2 separate regions of the Pan troglodytes genome follow, and region 1 is linked to region 2. The links are chromatin contacts, called in public HiChIP or PLAC-seq maps. All regions are on one chromosome and are shown on one strand. The core of a region is the stretch at or near the end of the contact, and the rest is flanking DNA. Distances in the headings are between cores, read along the strand shown.

The links. HiChIP or PLAC-seq counts read pairs in DNA pulled down with a chosen protein or histone mark.
Region 1: an H3K4me3 HiChIP or PLAC-seq map of stem cell-derived excitatory neurons shows a contact between it and region 2, with 5 times the contacts expected there. The contact joins the promoter of INCENP here to the promoter of TMEM258 in region 2. A contact is called at or near these places in 3 of 7 Hi-C or Micro-C datasets (blood, induced pluripotent stem cells and stem cell-derived neural progenitor cells) and 1 of 1 datasets of contacts at active chromatin or transcription factors (stem cell-derived excitatory neurons).

What each region holds. Positions count from the first base shown.
Region 1 is chr9:64,437,238-64,440,414 of NHGRI_mPanTro3-v2.0_pri, forward strand. It overlaps INCENP (inner centromere protein), which reads left to right and starts at 1,891. Exons shown (of 18, transcript XM_054662344.2): 1 at 1,891-2,062.
Region 2 is chr9:64,040,896-64,044,502 of NHGRI_mPanTro3-v2.0_pri, forward strand. It overlaps TMEM258 (transmembrane protein 258), which reads right to left and starts at 2,193. Exons shown (of 4, transcript XM_003951907.5): 1 at 2,104-2,193; 2 at 40-149. The coding sequence starts at 2,106. It overlaps FEN1 (flap structure-specific endonuclease 1), which reads left to right and starts at 1,424. Exons shown (of 2, transcript XM_016921032.4): 1 at 1,424-1,879.

The sequences.
Region 1 (3,177 bases), core at 641-3,140, 400 kb after region 2:
AAAACAGAATTGATAAAGAGAGGGAAGAAAGGGAGAGGAAAAATACTACAGACGACCTGGGAACAGGGTAAACTATCTGTTGGTAGCTGATCGTGGATATACAAATCTCTTCAAGATTGAACTGCCTTATTTTACAGGTAACAGCAACCTTGACTCACAGAGTAAAGTGACTTTGTCTAAAGCAGTTTCTCAACAGCAGCAATTCTGGTATCTGGGGCCTGGTAATTCCTTGCTGTGGGGACTGTCTTATGCACTAGATGGTGTTTAGCAGCATCCCTGGCCTTTACCCACCAAATACCACTAACCCCTTCTCCCAAACCCAAATGAATTCACGCACTGCCAAATGTGGGGGGCGGAGGTGGGATAAAACCTCCTCTGCATGAGAACCACTTCTCTCAAGAAACGTCCAGTACCAGGGTAGGTGACCAAGGATTCTGTCGCCCAAGAGATGACAGAAGGCTCTAGATAAACGCACACTCCGTTGCCATTCACCAGGCGTTTTGTTTTTACTTCTCAAAAGCGGCAGAGATTTTTTTTTTGAGACGGAGTTTTTTGCTTTTTGTGGCCCAGGCTGGAGTGCAATGGCGCGATCTCGGCCCACTGCAACCTCTGCCTCCCGGGTTCAAGCGATTCTCCTGTCTCAGCCTCCCGAGTAGCTGGGATTACAGGTGCAAGCCACCACGCCCGGCTAATTTTTTTTTGTATTTTAGTAGAGACAGGGTTCCACTGTGTTGCCCAGGCTGGTCTTGAACTCCTGAGCTCAGGCAATCCACCCGCCTCGGCCTTCCAAAGTGCTAGGATTGCAGGCGTGAGCCACCGCGCCCGGCCAGAGATTCTTTATAGGACATATTAGTCCTTGTCTTCCCCACCCACCCCCATATTGGAAAGATGAACTAATTGAAATATGACTTAGTAAAAACATTGTGCCAACTTGAAACCTTGATTTAGTAAAACATCTCAATGTTTAGATCCTTTGTCCAATGGTAGTATTTATCAGATGTATTCAGATTGCTCAGAAAACCAAAAGGGCATTACAACCACAAAAGCAAAGAAAAATAAGAAAACGTCCCATGTTTGGATCTTGTTCTACTTGTAAAGATTAAATTGAAATGATTAGGCTTTTCGATTCATGAGCCAAATACCGTAACACCCTGGCCTTTGATGGGTTTGGATTTTTAACATTACTCCTGAGATTTCAGGAAGTGGGGTTACAGTTACACTCCTTATAGCTTCTAAGTGTATTAAGTTGAATGTAAGGATGCATAATATTGTTTGAATTGAGCCCCACTACCAATTCTTTAAAAAATGGCATGAATTCTTATACGTAAATGATTTGGTGGAACTATTCCATCATAATTTCTCAATTGTTTATATACCAAGGTAGCCTTAATTTGTATATGTTTCAGTACAATGAAATTTTACTCCCTCTGGGATGCTGTTTGGTTTGTATTTTGAGGAATGTTTTTCTCATGGGAAGAGGAACCTATGACTTCTGTACCTAGATAATTTGTTACATTAAAAAGCTGCTCTTTCAGCAATGTAAGTATATACATACATGTTTTTATGAGGAAAAAAAAGCAGCAGAGATCAGAAGACTGCCACCGTGCTTGGAGAAGAAAGAAAGCCGCGCGTGGCCTTCGCAGTGCTCGCCGGGACTCGTAGTTCCAGGTCTGCGGGCTCCTCCCAGGCGGGGATCTACTTCCTCTCTCGGCCGCGGCCGGAGCACCCGGAAGCTGAGGGGGCGTAAAGTCTTTCGCTTCCTTTCCCCGCCTCTTAGTCCCGCAGATTGCTAGTCGACATGGCCAATAGGAGGGCTGACTGGTACTTCCTGTTATTTGATTGGCTTAAAATTTTGCAACCGCCCGGACAAACTTGCCGAGGATTGGCTGAACCTTCAGTTTTGAAAATCATAGATTTCGCCCGCGCTGCGCCGCCTGGTTGCTCCTCCCGTGCGGTGAGTCCCGAAGGCCCGGAGCCAAGTGGGTCTGGGCAAGCGGGGCCTTACCTAGGGATACCACCGGACTTGGATCGGAGCAGCCTTCAGGGGACGTGGCGCAGTCGAGTGAGTGCGCGTGGGCGTGGGGATTGAGGGGTGGTTCGCGATTTTTTCCCCGGTCCTCTGCTCCGTCCCTGTCGACTCCGGACCAGGGTCGTGACTCCCCACCCCAGCCCCTGGCTACCTGGGCATATGAGGGTCACCTCTTCCAAGTGGCGAGGTCGCCTGCCTTGGTTCTCGGGCCCGAGAGGCCTCCCACCCTTTCCACCTAGGCCCTCAGCTTCCTAGAGCATAGCCCCGTTCCCTCCGCTCCCGGCTGCTTGGCACTTTGTTTTGTGCCTGTGAGGATTAGTGTTGACTTGGACGCGCAGGAAGCCCGAAACCAACCCGGTTGTTTGGCGGAATGATGCCAGATGGCATTTCTGTGCAGTTAAACCCCTCTCTCAACGCCCCCGCCCCCAGCTGAGCAGCATTTTAAACTGACCATTTCCGGAGGCTGGGCCGCCCCTTGTCACTCCCCAAGCCTGTTCGCTGTCAGCGGTTCAGTTTCATTCAGCTAACATGGGCTGCTCGAGGGGTTGCCCAGAGCCAAGACTGGGCGCCTGCCTTTCAGAAGTTGATATCTAGAAGGCGGTATAGCCCGTGGTTAAGGGCACGGTTCTATTTATGCCCCTGATTTACCGGCTGATTTTGACTTCTCTTTGCCTCAATTTCCTCATCTGCCCATGCGTATCCTCAAGGTTGTGGTGAGAATTAAATGAGATGATGTCTGACTCGGGCATGGAGTATGACTCAGTAAATGGGAGCAGCTGCTATGCGCTTTCTGCACAGAGGTGTGGTAGGCGCCCAACTTACAGTACCCTGAAAAGGACAGGAGTCATAGAGGAGGACGATGGGGCCTTCAGTCTGGTGTATGGTGTGGAAGAAGTGTTGGAGAGGAGGAAGACTGGAGAGTGTCTCCCTCGGTGAGGTGTTGAGTGCTCTTTATCTGTGTGCAGGTGCTTACATGGGTTGAAGAAGAGATTTTTGCTGCTCTTCCAGGAGCCTGATTCTTGGTACACTGATTCCTTCTTTTTCAGGGTCACCTCTGTTTTAACTTACGGTAACCCTTTTTAAATGGTTGCGCTAAGGTCTGCTAGAAGCAAACCTCCCCGTGAAAGAAGTCCAATTGCTTTCATGGA
Region 2 (3,607 bases), core at 943-3,442:
CACTAATGCTGTTCCTCTGGCTGCTCAGTGAAAGGATACACGAAGAACCAGGCGGTGAAGAACATGCCGATGGCCAAAAGCACCACAGTCAGATGGGGGAAGACAGCTGGGTTCACTGGGCTGGTATATCTGCTCATGGCCTCGAGCTCCTAGAGGAGGGAAAGAGATCAGAGCTATCAAAGAATCCCACGATTTCAGCCTGGAGAGAACATGGGGTTATCAAGGAGCTTGGTGCTGCTGTGAAACAGAGGCTGATTTTAGCCCGGAAATGTAGCTGCAGATCAATGGTCCTTATTAGCATTTTCTGAGGCCAATAATCTGACCACTATGAAAACGTGACTAAAGGTACGAACTCTCTGCCTGAGAAAAACCACATACAAGAAAAAGTTTGCCTACAATTTCCGGAGCTTTGTGGACCAGTGTCTATAGACACCAAGCTGAGAACCCCTGCTATAAGTCACTGACTGGTGGTACCCAGATCTCAATATCTTTTTTTTTTTGACGGAGTCTCCTTTTTTGGACGGCGTCTCACTCTGTCGCCCAGGCTGGAGGGCAGTGGCACGATCTCGGCTCACTGCAACCTCTGCCTCCCGGGTTCTAGAGATTCTCATACCTCAGCCTCTCGAGTAGCTGGGACTATAGGATTACAGGTGCGCACCACCACATCTAATTTTTGTATTTTTAGTAGAGATAGGGTTTTGCCATGCTGGCCAGGATGGTCTTGAATTCCTGACCTCAGGTGATCTGCCTGCCTCGGCCTCCCAAAGTACTGAGATTACAGGTGTGAGTTGCCGCGCCCAGGCTCAATTTTTTTTTTTTTTTTCAGACAGTCTTGCTCTATCGCCCAGGCTGGAGTGCCTGGAGTGCAGTGGTGCCAACTCGGCTCACTGCAAGCTCCGCCTTCTGGGTTCAAGTGATTATCCTGCCTCAGCCTCCCGAGCAGCTGGGATTACAGGCGTGAACCACCATGCCCGGCTAATTTTTTGTATTTTTAGTAGAGACAGGGTTTCACCTTGCTGGCCAGGCTGGTCTTGAACTTCTGACCTCCTGATCCGCTCGCCTCAGCCTCCCAAAGTGCTGGGATTACAGGAGTGAACCACCGCGCCTGGCCCTCAATTTCTAATTCAGTATTTTCCTCACTACCTATGCTATTATGGAATCTTGTGAGCTATGGTCAAGACATTCAAGTTCTGGTTCTGAGTAATCTGAGTCTGAGTAAAGCGATTGTAATATCTATTTCACAGAACTGAAAAATAAGAAAGATGATGAATCAAAGCATCTAGTGCCTGGCAGGGAGTATTTTGCTCAACAGGTATTTGCTTCCTTCCTAAGGCTGTAGGGAAGATGATGAGATAATGCCTTTTATGAAAGAGGGCTGTAAACGTAAAGATCTGTACAAATGTTAACTTCATTGTCACCCGTCAGCCAATGCTTCTAAAATCCAGAACATAACAACTCTAGAGAAGTAAACTGCCCCCATTGTTCTGAGACACTGGAATTCAATTCAGTAAACAATCACGGCCCCCTTCCCCCAAAATGATAAAGACAATCACTGCCATTTATTGAGCTTCCAATTACGGGCCCTCTGTTTGGCACTGAGAATACAAAGATGAATAGACATCATCCCAGAGCTAGATGCGCGTCAGACGGTGGTCACTAGGAGGCGTGGCCGAAAACAAAGAAGTCCATGGAACGTGGCCAGAGATCTGTACAGAGGCTGTGGGCGCTCCTAGGAAAGTCTGGCCAAGTGCCTGAGAGTTGGAAGTGCTTCACCAAGAAACATTTGCCCAGGGCATTGTAGGATGGGCACGGGTTCGGCAGAAGAACTTTCCAGATAAAGATAACACACCACCGATAACAGAGATATACAAACTGGAAGGTATTCAAAATTCGCCCCACGCCTCTCGCCCTTAGAAATCGCGAGCTGAGAAACCTAAGGAGTTCATGGCAAGGGGCTTCCCCCTTCCCCACCCTTCAGCCCAAGCCGGAGGTTCCAGGAGCGTCTAGCCCTCTGGATCTCCGGCGTCTGAGAGAAGCGCGGTGTGGGTCAGACCCCGAGGGGGTCCTCGCATCTCCGTCTGGAACTCCCCTCAACGCTCTCACCATTATACCCCGCGCAGGCTAATCCGCCGCTCCGCCACCGGAAGAACACGTCGGCAGGAGCAGGCGCCTAGCACAACCGGAAAAGGAAGTGCCTCCGGCGCAAGTGGCATTGAGGGACTTGTAGTCCTGCGATTTAGGGTGTAGAGGGAGCAGGGGCCTGCGGGGACCTGGTGTGGGTGGAGTGGGGACGAGCGGTGGAGAAGGGTACGCCAGGGTCGCTGAGAGACTCTGTTCTCCCTGGAGGGACTGGTTGCCATGAGAGCAGCCGTCTGAGGGGACGCAGCCTGCACTACGCGCCCCAAGAGGCTGTGCGTGGCGAGCAGGTCACGTGACGGGAGCGCGGGCTTTGGAAGGCGGCTGAACGTCAGGCGACCCGCCGCTAAGCTGAGAAGGGAGAGCGGGCTTAGGACCGCCTGCCCGGGGCAACCCCGAACCAAGCTTTAGCCGCCGAGGCCTCGTGTCCCAAAGGCCAGGTGAGACCCCATGGGAAGCGCCTCCGGGAGCGACGGGGTCCGCTTGGCGCTAGGGGCCGTGGGGAGCCGGGGTCTGGAGTGCGCGGGATTCGCAGTCAAGAGGTCCCGCCACTTTTCCCCCTGTGAGCCTTGGGCCAGTCGCCTAAGCTCCGAGCCTCTCTTTCCTCCATTGTAGAAAAGCGGTAATAAGTTCCACCTTATGGGGTCGTGTTGTATTTTTCCTAAGACCTTGGACGGGAAACATTTCTGACACTTGAGTTGTTTAGGCCCCTTTCCTGCCTACCTGTCTGTGGGACGCCGTGAGGGGATCAAGGGCTACATGGCCTGGTCCTCAGTCCACACTCCAGCAGCGCGGCCGGCTTGAGGCAAGAGCCGAAGGGTTGAACAGGCCTGGAGAGGGGACATTAGAGGTTTCCGTCTGTTGTCTCAGTTAACCCTGGCAGCAGCCCTGAGAGACAGGCATGGTAATCGTTCTTCTTCTGTAGACGAGAAAATAAACCTCAGTGGCTTGGTAACGTCACACGGATGGTAAATGCCGCGCCTAGATTCAAGGCCAGAGCTTTTGCCGCTGCAGTTCACAGGGGAATTATTCATATTAATCAAATGAATAATTCATTGCCAATTAATTATTAATTGATTAATAATCCAGGGATGGACCTGGAAGGACGCGTGAGAGGATGGCGAGAGGAGGGCACAGCTAAGGAAAAGTGGGAAAAGGCGGGCCTTATTCCAGCTTTCTGTTGAGATCCCAGAATGTAGGGTTAGGTTGGGAACCAGAACATGAAAGGTCGTGATGCCATGCTGAAGTGTTTGGACTGAATTAGAAGGAAGAATTGAACAGTCATTGATGCTCTAGAAAGAACTCTGTGAAGAAAGAGTGGGAACAATGAAAAGGCCTGATGGAGTCTTTCGTTTCTTCTTTCTCTTTTCTTTTGTCTTCTTTTCTTTTCTTGACAGGGTCTTGCTCTGTTGTCCAGGCTGGAGTGTGGTGGCACAATCATAGCTCACTGTAGCCTGGAACTCCTGGGCTC